3 separate regions of the Mus musculus genome follow, and regions 1 and 2 are each linked to region 3. Evidence: chromatin contacts called from public Hi-C and promoter capture Hi-C data. All regions are on one chromosome and are shown on one strand. Each heading gives the region's core, a stretch centred on a gene start, on an enhancer-like site or on the middle of the called end of the contact. The rest is flanking DNA. Distances are from core to core; before and after follow the strand shown.

Region 1 (4,493 bases), core at 635-3,134, 3.0 Mb before region 3:
GTCGTCTAGGGGAGTGCCAGGTTTGTTCCTTGAAATGGACAGAGAACTGAGTGTTCAAGAAAGACAGAAGACCAAGCCATAGAGAAAGCAAAAGTAGAAGTTTTATCTTTTCGAATTGGGAGAGGCCCTAAAGCTGGGAGTCCACTATATTGATGCTGTTTGTGTATTTTTAAAAATATTTATTTTATGTGTATGCCCTTGAGTGTATGTATGTGCATCATATGCATACAAGGGTCAGAAGAAGTATTGGATCCCCAGGAACTGGAATTACAGATGGTTGTGAGCTGTCATGTGGGTGCCGGGAACAAAATCTGGGTCCTCTGCAAGAGCAGTAAATGCTCGTAACTACGGAGCAGCCTCTACCCACCCCCATGTATCTGCTTGTGTACTTTATAGGGCCCTAGAGTCTTCTCCCTGATGGTCCTGCTCAGATACCTGATGTGCCTTGAGTGAAAATGGCCAGTTTGAACTGGAGAGAGAGAGAGAGAGAGAGAGCCCAGCTGCTTCCTGATCTTGCTGCCGTCCCTTCCCCTCTGTGGTGACTGGGGTCTCCTGGAGCCATGAGCTAAAGTAAATCTGTTCTTTCGAAAGCTGCTTTTGTCTGTGTTTTGTCCCAACAATGATAAAAGTAATTGATACAAGTCCATTAGGCAGGCATGGGGTACACGCCTTTAATCCTAGCACTTAGAAAGCAAAGAGGCAGGTGGATCTCTCTGAGTTCCAGGTCAGCCTGGTCTACATAGGAAGTTATAGGTCAACCAGGGATATAAAGAGAGATCCTGTCTCAACAAAACATACATGCCTGTTCTGATACACTTTCCGTGTAGCACTCAATAAATTATATGAGATACTCAACATTCTATTATAAAATAGACACTGGGTTTAGCAATCTAATGGAGTTTTGAGAGGAGATGATATAGAGGACCCGCCCCCCATCCAGGATCCCTGGGGACATAACTAAGCAGCTAAATCAATGTCAGTAACTCTTTATTTCCAGAAGTAGTGGGAGAGAAACTATCAGCTATCATGATGAATGAGTTTTCTGTTTACTGCATGAGAACAAATTCATGAGTGAAACACACACAGATCTATAATCAAACTATTGAAAACACACCATTTCACCTGTAATACATACATGGCTAGAGGTGCCCTGCAGGATAGTTATAATCTTCATCATATGTACAAAGGAGAATGTACAGGGATATACACAGCAATGTTGCTGAGAAGAGCCCAAATCAGATTTCATACTAGGTATCTGCCTATTTAAGAAAGGATTAAGCAATTTAGTAAATTTAAATTATAGCATACTATACAGTGGAGCAAAAGAATTAGCTTTTATTTTTCAGCTTCTTTTTTTTTTTTTCCAGGATGTGGTGGTGCACACCTTTAATTCCAGCACTTGGGAGGTGGAGGCAGGCGGGTCTATGAGTTTGAGGCCAGCCTGGTCTACAGAGCTACCTCATCAACTCCAAGTTAGTTTTCTTATCATAACCAGTTTTCTTTGTAATCTGAATTATTTTACCTATTTAAAAGAATTCTAAGTGACTAACAGTGAGTACTAGTTAAGAGAATAACGCATAACAGAACATTCAAACATTCACAAATTCCCAAGACTTCTCAACTTATTGTTAAACTCACATCCTTGTTCAATACTTGGCCATATATATTTGGATGTTGTTTTGAATTTTCAAGAGAAATTAAATCTGACGAGTGAAAACAAAGCAAACAGACAAACTGGTTGTGTGTCCTGTGACCCTACATTACCAAACAGAAGGAGAGAACTCAAGTGAATCCGTACACACCGCCGATTGGTACGGGAGAAAGAACCGCCAAGCTCGCCAGGGCTGACAGGAAGTCCAGCTCCCACGACCGCGCTCGCTTCCGGCGTCACTTCCCCCGCGACTTCCTCGGCCGAACATGGCAGCGCTGAGCAATGTCCGCTGGCTGACCCGAGTGAGGCCCGGGACGACCTGAGCGGAGGGTGGGCGGGAGAACAGAGGGTTTGTCCGCGGTTTCCAAAAGAAGGCAAGGTCATCGCGGTGTAAGGGGCCGCGGTGTCCCCGATCTGACCTTGTGTCTGTCGCAGGCGGTGCTCGCCGCTCGGAACTCCGGGGCATGGAGAGGTCTCGGAACATCTACGGCTCACGCCGCTTCCCAGAGCCAGGTACGCTTGAGTCCAGCTTCGTTCTCGCCCATCCTTGTCGCCTCCTTGCCGCTCCCCTGGGTTTCCCCTCCCCACCTCTTTCCCTCTGACTCCCACTTCTGCCCCTGCTCCATCTCTGCTGGCCCCACTCACAGGCACAAGATGTGAGGGTGGAGGGTGCCTTTCCTGTGACCATGCTGCCTGGAGACGGCGTGGGGCCAGAGCTCATGCATGCTGTCAAGGAAGTGTTCAAGGTGAATAGCCCGGGGCGGGGGATGGGTGGCGGATCAGGCTACAGGGATGGATGGGTTGTTGGAAAGTTCAGACCTGACCCAGCCCTGTGCTTGGACTTATCCCTGAAGGCTGCTGCTGTCCCTGTGGAATTTAAGGAGCATCATCTGAGCGAGGTGCAGAATATGGCTTCTGAGGAGAAGCTGGAGCAGGTGCTGAGTTCCATGAAGGAGAACAAAGTTGCCATCATTGGTTTGTATGGCACTCTGTCATTTAAGAGCAGTGTTCATAAAGCCCCTCTCTCTGCAGTGTGTATATATCAGTTTTCCAGACTGGCCTCTACTGACATTTAGGAATTTGTTTCTTCTCAGTGGCAAACCAGGAGTTAGTGATGTCAGGAAGGGGTTGGGACCTGCTGAGGCTGTGTCACCGGGGTCAGACCCTGTTAGTTGTGTCTGCGTGCCCATTCTTTTTTGGTTTGTTCATTTATTGTTTGTTGTTGTTGTTGTTGTTGTTGTTAGTTTTTCCAGGTAGGGTTTCTCTGTGTAGCCCCGGCTGTTCTGGAACTCTCTGTAGACCAGGCTGGACTCGAACTCACAGAGATCTGCCTGCCTCTGCCTCTCTGCTCTCTGCCTCTGCCTCCCAAGGGCTGAGATTAAAGGCACGGCCACCCTAACCCAGTGTGCGCTGATCATTCTAACCACTCCATTTCTTCTCTTGTGCTGTTTTATTCCCCATATTGGATTTTTAAAAATTTATTTATTTATTTATTTATTTAGCTTGTAGGTTTCCTCCTATAGACCCACTTTCTTGGACAGCCTCACTTGCAGGGCCAGCTTTTGCAGAGGAAAGTCAGTTCTTTATAATCTGGCCCCTGATGTTCCTGTTTTCCTTTCTACAATTTGTTCTGTGCGTTGCTCACAATCCGCTGTCCTAATTGTCCTGTATATGTCACTGTGTCACCTATCAGGATCTCCACTCACTTGTGGCATTAGTTTCCTATGACTGCCATTGGATGCTACTGAAAATAACATATATAATTCAGTTCCTGAAGCTACAGTCCCTCTAAGTTCCTTGGGGCAAGTTTGATCCTCACCAGCAAAATACCCAATTTCCTTTTCTTGTTTTTTCTTTGTGCACAACTACTATCAAATGGCAATCAACCAACAACCCCTCTCTGCTTCTCAGGACCCTAACATTTCTATACCCTCTTGAAAAGCTCCCACAATTCTAAATGTTACATAATCACAAAAACTACCTGATCCCAGGCAAAACCACACCCGGCATGAGGCAAATCTTAGTCAACTGCTGTGAAGAGTCTGAAGCAGACCTGTATCCCACACCTGGGAATAAAACAAAAACATAGTCTCATAACATTTCAGTGGATTTTTTTATAAAGAAACCAAAATTCTCACTATAAAATCCTCATTTATAGTTTCTCCCTGCCGCCTCCCCCCCCCCCCCCCCAAATAAAGTCATGTTTATGGTTTCTTGGTGTAAGCTCATGGGCCTATCATTTGGGGCCTATCACTGGTCAACTCACTGAAGGTACTTAACCAGGAACTAACTACAGTAAGTACCAGCTTTTCTGTAACATTTCATATGACCAGAGGGCTTCCTCTTCTGTGTTCCTAAGCTTAGTTCCTGTCATCCCTACAGAACTTATGTTGTCTTTCTCGTTGAGGGCAGGAGTTTGTGGTTTTGACTGATACCCTGTTGCCTTACATACATAGTCAGTTTTCAGTAAGTAGTAGCTGAGATAATGCAGTCACTAGACACCCTTGCTTTTCAGCTTGGCATTAAACCAGGTTCTTTGATTTAAAAAAAAAAATAGCTCTTAGGTCATTTAGGAATTTCAACATAATGTCTAAAATTAAAGCATTATGCTCAGTTCATCTAATTTTCACCACATTATTCTCCTTTGCCTCTTGCCACTAGAAATAAAAGGGTTGAGGGGTTTGGGAGTGGAAGATGGGAGTCTAGGTTGTATGAAGTCAGTGGGGAGACTGGACACTAGTCTAACATTACTTCTCCTCTACTTTGTTGTCCCAGGAAAGATCTATACCCCAATGGAGTATAAGGGTGAACTAGCCTCCTATGATATGCAGCTGAGGTAGGT
Region 2 (4,421 bases), core at 931-3,430, 5.0 Mb before region 3:
TTGTGGTATAATACCGTGATCTAATAGTGTGAGTTTCTGATGTCTACAGTGAGCCTGTTTTCTCCTCTAGGTAACCATAGAGATGAATGAGCCTGTTCACCTAACGTTTGCTCTGAGGTACCTGAACTTTTTCACAAAAGCCACTCCACTGTCTCCTACAGTAACACTCAGTATGTCTGCAGATGTGCCCCTTGGTAAGATGATAAGTTTGAACATTGTTTTGTAATGTGGTATTTATAGTATTCGGTGGTTTAATTTTTCCTGTCTTTCAGTTGTAGAGTATAAAATTGCTGACATGGGACACTTAAAGTATTATTTGGCTCCCAAGATTGAAGATGAGGAAGCATCTTAGGCATTGCTAGAAATTGAGAAAACTAAACCTTTGAAGATTGCTCCTGAGATGCCAGCGTGTCCTGAGGTCTTTTCTGTCACCAAGTTTGTACCTGAGTATTCTTAAATATTAAAATAAAATATGTAGATATCTTCTGTAAATAACCTACTTTCTTTTCTCTCCATTCTCCATAATTTGCTTAAAGAATAAGCTCCAAAGTAAAAACTAGTTTTGTTAACATGAATGTTTCTGCTTTACAAATACTGGTGATTTTCATCAATGATCTTGACGCTAAATGCAGTTTTAAGAAATATTGTTCAATTTAAATAAAGTTAACAATTTGAAAAGTCATAGAGCAGTGCCGCCTTTGTACCATGGCTACTGAATAGTTATACCCTGTTAGGTAAATGGGCTTTTGTTCTCTCTTCCATCGTGGAGATAGCAATAAAAAAATGTTTCTCTTGAGTTTATGTAATTACGTTGTGCAAAGTTTTCTGGTAGCCTTGTTTGGGATGTAGCTCTTTTAAAATACAACTTTAATGGCAGTGCAGGGGGTGGGGTGGATAAATCTCTCCCTAGGCCAACCAGGACTACATACAGTCCATCTTGAGTGAAGCAAAGGCCCAAACTTCGTGGCTACTTGATCCAAGAAGGGTTAAAAAGGCCCTGTGGTTTTGATCATGATATGCTACATAAAACTAAAGAATATTTGAGTATATTTATTGTGTATGTGTGAGGCTCATGTGGGGGTCAGGACAATTTTATAGGAATTGGTATACCCCAGCACCCTGGCTTCCAGGGGTTGAATGAAGTTCTTCAAGCTTGGTGACAAATTATCCTACCTCCCCTCTCAGTTTTTATGTGTGTGTGTCTTTTGCAGGTATGAGTGAGCATGCGTGTGTTAACCTGGTTTGGTGTGGGGAACCATTTTCAGTTCTTGCTATATTTCAGCAGGATCTCAAACCATGGCTAGTATAGAGCCTGTTTGCTCTGTTCCGGGAGGCCACATTTGAAGGCCTTTAAATACTAAGCTCTATCTGTGGACCCCAAGATATTTTTCCTTTGTATTTCATGTTTGACAGTATGTAGACAATACAGCTTTGTTCTGGGAGGTTGTTGGTTAGAGCTCATGCCTAGTAGCTACAACTGTTCAATACTTTGAGCCAATTAAGTGCAGAAGGAAGTAGCCTGCAAATACTGCTCTCAGAGAACTCTGGAGTGGTGGGAATGCTTTATCAAGACGTCACTTTCATGAGGATGAATGTTAGAACTCAGCTGTGTCTGGTAGGTAGGACACTTACCTGGGTAGTGTTTAATAATCAGGTAGTAATAACAAGATTTTGGGGCTGTGAGAACGCTAATTAGTGAGTGGTGACCAGTGTCAGCATAGGGGTGTTTAGGACAGGGCAAGATTCCTGGTGGGTATCCCTTGTCCACCCCTCTGGATACCCAGGACTCTGCTGTGCACCGATGTGGCCATGGGGTCAGGACTGGAACCTCAACAGTTTTGCTGTGAACTCGATCCTGGTGGGTGAGACCCTAAGTACGCGCCCGCCCACCCTATGGAGGTAGCAGGTCCTGGTCACCAGGGCAAAAGCAAGCCGCTACCCGGTTGAGCATGGTGGCATTCGCCATTTGTCCCAGGCAAACCTTATGTTCGAGGCCAGCCTAATCAGCATCCTGAGTTCCAGGACAGCCTGCGCTACGTAAAGAAACGCTACCAAACATAAAACAAGACAGCAATGAAGCCCTCCAGCCATGTGCCCTGGAAGCAAGATTCGATGACACGATTTCCTGGTGACAGCACTTCCGGTGCGCCTCTATCCGCCACGTCACTTCCGCTGGGCTGTCCTTAAGACCGCCCCTTCCGCTTGGCTGTTGAGCGAGCCTTGCGAGCGCGCCTAACGGAGAACGGGGAGCGCAGCGCGGGTAGGGGGCGGGCGCGCGCTCCCGGAAGCCAGCCGCGAGACCTGGCCCTGCCACCGAGGCTGCTTCCCGGAGACAGTTAGTTCACGTTGGCGGCGGCGGAGGGCGACGAGAGGTTGTCCACAGCGCCACGCTTAGGTCCTTGTGGGCCCGGGAGGGTGGGCAGAAATCGTGGTGGGGCCGGTAAAAAGTGTAGCAGAAACTTGGGCTGATAGTTTTTTAAGTTGTCATTTACTATGTGATAACGCCACTCTAGAATCCCTTGCTAAGAAAAACAAATCTTCCCATTTCGTTGTCGTGCTGCAACGTTTTTGTTTTGGTGCGAGTTTATAAGTGGAAAGTACATAACTTTATAACTTGTAATACAAATCAGGCATGGTTTAATGCTTCGAAAATCCTGCTTATTGGTAGCTTCAACTTTTAGATATGAGGAATTAAACATGTTATGGGATGGCAACATCAAAAACCTAGTACCTAAGGTTTAGAAATGTAAATGGATTCCCGTTGCTCCTTTTTAGTACTTCTGAACTAGGATGTAATTAACCAAAACGCAGAAACACTTGACACCAGTTTTTTGCATGCTAGTTACTTAAGGTCGACTGTAATACCAGTGTCTGGCAGCTCATTAAGATCGAAAAAATATCACATGCCATTGTGGAGATTATGTGCAAAACATCACACCAGTGAAGGCCACTTAGTTTTCTTCTTAAAGATGGACTTTTTGCGTTTAGAATTCAAATGCCATTGCAAATAAAATAGTCTGTTTTGTTTACATAATTGTATGACTTTATAAAGAATCCACACATTTCATTTATGGTAGGGGAGAGTGTCTGGTCTTCCTATGTTGCCCAGACTGGCCTCCAACTTCGTATATCCACACCTTTCTTCCCAAGTAGTTGGGATTAGAGTAACCTACTGAAGTACTGAGCTTAAATTTCAAACTTTTAAGATTTAAACGTCATTGCTTTTAAATTTTACCTACTCTCAAATAATTCAGTAGTTATGATTTTTATTATGTCTGTCTGCTTTGAATAGTTTGAGTAAAACGGATTTTTAGATCCGTTTTTTCAGGAGCTACATGATGTGGAATGTAAACTCACTTGTTTCATGCTTGGGATGGGAGCAGAGAGGCAGGTGGCCGTGGATGTCTAGTGTGGTATGGATAGCCAGGGCGTTTCCCACATGGATAAGAATTTGTACATAGAACCGTACCACACCTAGAAGTAGACACGATGCTGATGTGTGTGTCATTCCTTATCCTCCTCCTCCTCCTTTCATGGCAGACAAAAAAGTTATGTGAATTTATGCTCCTGAGGAAAGTTAAGGGGTAGGCAGTACTGTAAGGGAGGGGTTGAAAATGTGAACATTGGACTTTAGAAAATTAGGCCAGAAACATCGGTAGCAGATTGAACAGAGCCTGATTCTTGGTGAAGTGCCTTTGGTGTCTTTCTGTGAAGTCAACCTAGATCCATAAAGGAAGCATGCTTAGTGTGTACAAGAAGTGTCGGGTCACCGTAAGCAGTGAAACGCCTAAGCTACCATGGGTAGCATGTGGCACAGCAGCTCGGAACAGTATCTGACATCCTTTCCTGGGCTGTACTGGGACTGCTGCAGACAACAAGTCTTTCCCTTTCAGACTAGCTGTGTTACTCTGTTATGATGCCGTCTCGTACCAACCTGGCAACTGGACTCCCCAGCAGTAAAGTCAAATATTCAAGGCTTGCCAGCACAGACGATGGCTACATTGACCTTCAGGTAACATAATCAATCAATTAAAAAAATTGGCTACTATCTGGACCAGCAAGAAACAAGCTGATTTCCAAGCTCTTTTGAGCCCCAGCTTGGAGAGGGGATCTTAGCAGGGCAGTTTCAGATATCTGCAGAGTTTTCCATTTCCAGTTTCAGTTGAAGTGCTAAAGCTACATAGTTATAGATTTTATTTGACTCATCCAGAAAATTCTTTGCTGACATCATGAGATGCAGATACAGATATTCTTTATGGCAAACAAGAATCTAAGCAAGTAAGTTTGTGTCCTCTCCTGACCAGTATTGAGTAGGATTAGCATCTCCTGTCCCTGAGGATAAAACAGCCTAGGTGACGCCTGAGCTAAGGAAGGAGTCCGTTCTTTTAAATATAAACAGATCAATAGTTCTTTGCATTTAT
Region 3 (4,435 bases), core at 316-2,815:
TGCTAGTCTGGGAAATCTGTTGATGAATAAAGCAACCGTCTTAATATGGCATACCTGTAAAGGCATGGAAAACCAAGTTTCAACTGTTGAAGGTGTTAATAGAACTGATATCTGATGACCTGGGATGCCACAAGTCCCCTCTATTGTAAATCCAATTATCATAGAATACTAAAATGTCTTTTACAATTGGTCACATTAACAGTTCTGATTTCTCCATCGATCGAGCTGCCCCAAACGACTATTCTGCATCTCACATGTCCGTTAGAAAGGGGAGGCTAATTGTAATACCTGACAAACACCCTTTTTTCTTCTACCTACCTCTGGCAGAAACCTAAAATAGCAGCAGTTTGGATTAGCATGACGGTGAGGAGTAGGTGCTTGGCTGAATAACATCAAAATTAATGAGAGGCTAGACCCCCAAACAGAGCCACCTGGTGGGCATGAACACCAAGCAAGAATGGGGCTGTTTCCTTTGACAAATGACTGCCTCTGGCTATCTATACTTCAGCCAGCCTCATATCTGTTCTGCACCGCCCCTCAAGCCAAGAGAGCAGGAGCTCAGCGCTCTCACCTTTTAGCAGATCCGGGTTTACATAGCCCAGCACGTCCGAGACCCCCAGCTCCTGGCGGGAACAGGTGCCTCCATGGATGTGCAACCAAGCGGGCTCCGCGAGGGCAGTGCACAGCGCTGTGATGGACAGGGCGCCAGGCAGGGCCGAGGCCAGGCTCCGCTCCGGCTGCTTGGGAAGAGCGCTGCTTCCCGGGCTTCTCCGCCGGCGCCCTCCCGGCAGCCCGGCACCTCCAGGGGCATACATGCCCGGGGCTGCCCGCTGTAGCTCTGCGGTCGTTGGTGGTGGCCGCCGACCTCAGCGGGGCGCGCAGAGCCTGTCTGTACCCAGGTGGAGAGCAACGCAATGGGCGGCTGGCCCGGAGCTGTCAGGGCCCGCACCAGAGACTGCGGGGTGGGACCCAGGGCTGAGCACAGACCAAAGGACTGCGGGAATTCGGGGGGCGGGGACCGAGGGCTCTGGATGAGGGGTGCTGGATCAGGGCTCGGAGATGGCAGGGGACTACATTGGCTGTAGACATGCCAGGATGAACGGGCGGAGGTACTGGGGGGCCGGGGGAGGGGATCGGCTACTGGCAAGGGGACCGGAGGAGACTTGGACCAGGGTTATCAGACAGAGGGGTGCTGAGGGGCGGAGGATGCAGCTGGGCCGCCGAGATCGGGAATCCGCACTTTGGGGTGCGACCTAAGCCTCAGTAACCCTCCCTACTCTAGTCCCTGCTCCTCACCGGTCAGCAGGCCTCAGGGCTGGGATGGCGCCGCTCCGCCCGGTCACAGGCTTCTTAGCTGCCCGGGCCAAACGATCCCAGGCCCCAAACCCGCAACGCCCAGACGGACCCTGGCCGATGCACTTCCGGCTTCCTCCAACCCCACCCCACCCCCGCCTCCTTCTTCTCCGGCCCTCCGCCCTGCCCTCCGTGCGCGTCACTGTGTGCGCGCGCCGCTTGTTCTTGCGCAGGGCATCAGGGTACTGGTAGTTCCGGACTGTCCCGCGAGGCTTCCAGTTACGGAGGATGAGGGGAGTGACTACAAGTCCCAGAAGGTCACGCGGCGTCAACAGCGGGCACGTCAATTCCTAGGGCGACATATTTTGCAGAAGCTGTACATCTGACGGTCTCAAGGTTCTATAGTGCCCAGCGCGTTTGGCGCGTTGCTTCTCTCGGTGTGCTCTCCTTACCCTAAAACAGTCGCCATGAAAGATTCTCTGGTACTGCAGAGCCGCGTCCCGGCGCACCCGGATTCCCGCTGCTGGTTCCTGGCCTGGAACCCCTCGGGGACCCTGTTGGCTTCCTGCGGAGGCGACCGTAAAATTCGCATCTGGGGCACCGAGGGTAAGGCCTGGCTTGGCTTTGTGGCCCTGGTGCCGAGGAAAACACTACTCTGAAAAGTGTCGGGGAAGGAGTGTGCCAGCGTCAACAGAGGCTGGAATTGTTGCGGGAACTGGGATATTTGCTGCGGGAACTGGGATATTTGCTGAGGTAGAAAAATGAGGAAAGTCGCCTGAAGAGCAGTTTAACAGTTTCAGAATCTTGATCGGTTGCATCGTAGTAATAATGGTGACTGACTTTGTCCCAGCAACAGGGTCCCACTTAAAGTACTACTTAGTGAATGGCATCGATGGCGCTCCAAAGCCTAGCCTGTTCTCTGCTTGCAGGTGACAGCTGGATTTGCAAGTCTGTCCTTTCTGAAGGCCATCAGCGCACCGTTAGGAAAGTGGCCTGGTCCCCGTGTGGAAATTACCTGGCATCTGCCAGCTTTGATGCCACCACTTGTATTTGGAAGAAGAACCAGGATGACTTTGAGGTAAACAGGTTGGATGGGAGCAGTTTATTACCTGTTTGCACCCCAGGGCTTGGTCATATTAGTTACAGCCTTAACTTAATTTCTACACTATAGAAATAGTAGCTGAGTATGGTAGTTCATGACTGTAATGCCAGCATTTGGGACACTGAAGCAGGATGATTGCTGTAAGTCCACCAAGGTCATCCTGCTATAGAATGAAACCCTTTCTCAAACAACAACAAAACTGCTCTCTTAGATATTTTACTAGGGCTTAGGACTCTTAGCTGCCATTAACTCAATATCCTTTCCCTTTCCAGTGTGTGACCACTCTTGAGGGCCATGAAAATGAGGTCAAGTCAGTGGCTTGGGCCCCATCTGGCAACCTCTTGGCTACCTGCAGCAGAGATAAGAGCGTGTGGGTCTGGGAAGGTGAGTCTAGGTGCCTCTGGGTACAGCAGGAAACCAGCTCGCTGGCTTTCAGCTTTGTCCCTGACTGGTCACCTCTGGGTCTAATTTGTTCCTCCCACAGTTGATGAAGAGGATGAGTATGAGTGTGTCAGTGTCCTCAGCTCTCATACGCAGGACGTTAAGCACGTGGTTTGGCACCCGAGCCAGGAGGTAAGAGTGAGACAGGGTGGGAAAGAACCTGCTGTGGAGGTTTGTGCCCAGCCTGCCTCCACTCTTCAGAACCACTCTTGTTCTTAGAGGGATCGCTGGGACTGTCCTGCTCTGACAGGGTTTGATATGGGAACCATTGTATCTTAGTTTGGGTTTGATTGCTGTGAAGAGACACCATGACCAAGACAACTCTTATAAAGGGAAACATATAACTGAGTCTGGCTTACAGATTCAGAGGTTTAGTCCACTTTCATCGTAGCAGGAAGCATGACAGCATGCAGGCAGACATGGTGCTGGAGAGGGAGCTGAGAGTTCTGCATCTTGATCCAGGCTGCTAGGAGAGGGTCTCAAAGTCTACCCACAAAGTGACGTATTTCCTCCAACAAGGCCACACCTCCTAATAGTGCCACTCCCCGAGCCCAGCATATTCAAACCACAGGCACCTCCTGGACCATATAGATAGTTGCTGGGTCTCCTTTCTCTTTCAGCTTTTAGCTTCTGCTAGCTATGATGACACAGTGAAGCTATACCAGGAAGAAGGGGATGACTGGGTCTGCTGTGCCACCCTCGAAGGTCATGAGTCCACTGTTTGGAGCATAGCCTTTGATCCCAGCGGCCAGCGGCTGGCATCTTGCAGTGATGACCGAACTGTACGCATCTGGCGCCAGTATCTACCGGGCAATGAACAAGGTGAGGGTCTGGGAGTTAAAGGAAACTCCTTTTCGTAGAGGTTTTTAGTTTGCCAGATATATGATCTAAAAGATGCAGTCTGCCATGAATCACAGATTGGATTCAGTTTGTCAGTCCCAAGAGAAGCACTGAAAGAACCAGGGATAGCTTTGCGGGACAAGAGGCAGGTGGCTACTTGAGGCCAGCCTGGTTTACATCATGTTCTAGGACAGGGTGGGCTGGCAAAGAAACCCTGTCTCTAAAAAAAAATCAAAAAAGCTGACCATGGTGGTGCATGCCTTTAATCTCTGTATTTGGAGAGTAAGGCAGCTGAATCTCTGTGAGTTGAAGGCCAGCCCGAGTTCCAGGGCTACATAATGAGACCCTGACTCAAAAAACAAACACCCAGCAGCGTGAGTTGATGAGCTGGCTGATGGTGGGAATATCCAAACTGAATGTGAAGAGTGTGAAGACAGGATTGGAAGGGAGGAGTGAAGTCGATGGGGTGGGTCGGCTAGTGGGTGGCCTGCAGCTTAGTTGGTGAGGTCTGGCCTAAGGTAGAACAGATACTTTCTTTTTGGAAGGTTCCCGTGTGTAAGGCAGATAAGCAGCGTGGGAACACAGTTGGTACAAGGACTCTGATTGGCAAGGGGATGAGGAAGGGCACGTTAGGATCTCCTTTGTAATAGTACAACTACTCAGGACATAGGATGTCTTGGGTTTAAGAAAAGTCTGTTACACAGGGGTGGCATGCAGTGGCTCTGACCCCAGCTGGAAATGTATCTGCACTTTGTCGGG

Evidence for each region. Promoter capture Hi-C pulls out the DNA fragments that hold promoters and counts their contacts. A called contact is a pair of places that touch in the nucleus more often than the background predicts.
Region 1: a promoter capture Hi-C map of liver shows a contact between it and region 3, with 2.7 times the contacts expected there. The contact joins the promoter of Idh3b here to the promoter of Ciao1 in region 3. A contact is called at or near these places in 1 of 39 promoter capture datasets (liver) and 1 of 484 Hi-C or Micro-C datasets (embryonic stem cells).
Region 2: a contact with region 3 is called in a Hi-C map of B cells, with 5 read pairs. The contact joins the promoter of Tmem230 here to the promoter of Ciao1 in region 3. A contact is called at or near these places in 1 of 39 promoter capture datasets (pre-B cells) and 1 of 484 Hi-C or Micro-C datasets (B cells).

The regions. Positions count from the first base shown.
Region 1 is chr2:130,281,842-130,286,334 of GRCm38.p6, reverse strand. It overlaps Idh3b (isocitrate dehydrogenase 3 (NAD+) beta), which reads left to right and starts at 1,884. Exons shown (of 12, transcript NM_130884.4): 1 at 1,884-1,953; 2 at 2,087-2,164; 3 at 2,299-2,397; 4 at 2,506-2,626; 5 at 4,427-4,487. The coding sequence starts at 1,918.
Region 2 is chr2:132,245,547-132,249,967 of GRCm38.p6, reverse strand. Tmem230 (transmembrane protein 230) reads left to right here and starts at 2,180. Exons shown (of 4, transcript NM_027478.3): 1 at 2,180-2,395; 2 at 3,894-4,012. The coding sequence starts at 3,914. Pcna (proliferating cell nuclear antigen) reads left to right here. Exons shown (of 6, transcript NM_011045.2): 5 at 71-194; 6 at 273-682. The coding sequence ends at 352.
Region 3 is chr2:127,244,946-127,249,380 of GRCm38.p6, reverse strand. Ciao1 (cytosolic iron-sulfur protein assembly 1) reads left to right here and starts at 1,565. Exons shown (of 7, transcript NM_025296.4): 1 at 1,565-1,899; 2 at 2,223-2,371; 3 at 2,668-2,779; 4 at 2,880-2,968; 5 at 3,457-3,658; 6 at 4,381-4,435. The coding sequence starts at 1,761. Tmem127 (transmembrane protein 127) reads right to left here and starts at 1,433. Exons shown (of 4, transcript NM_175145.4): 1 at 1,297-1,433; 2 at 572-889. The coding sequence starts at 815.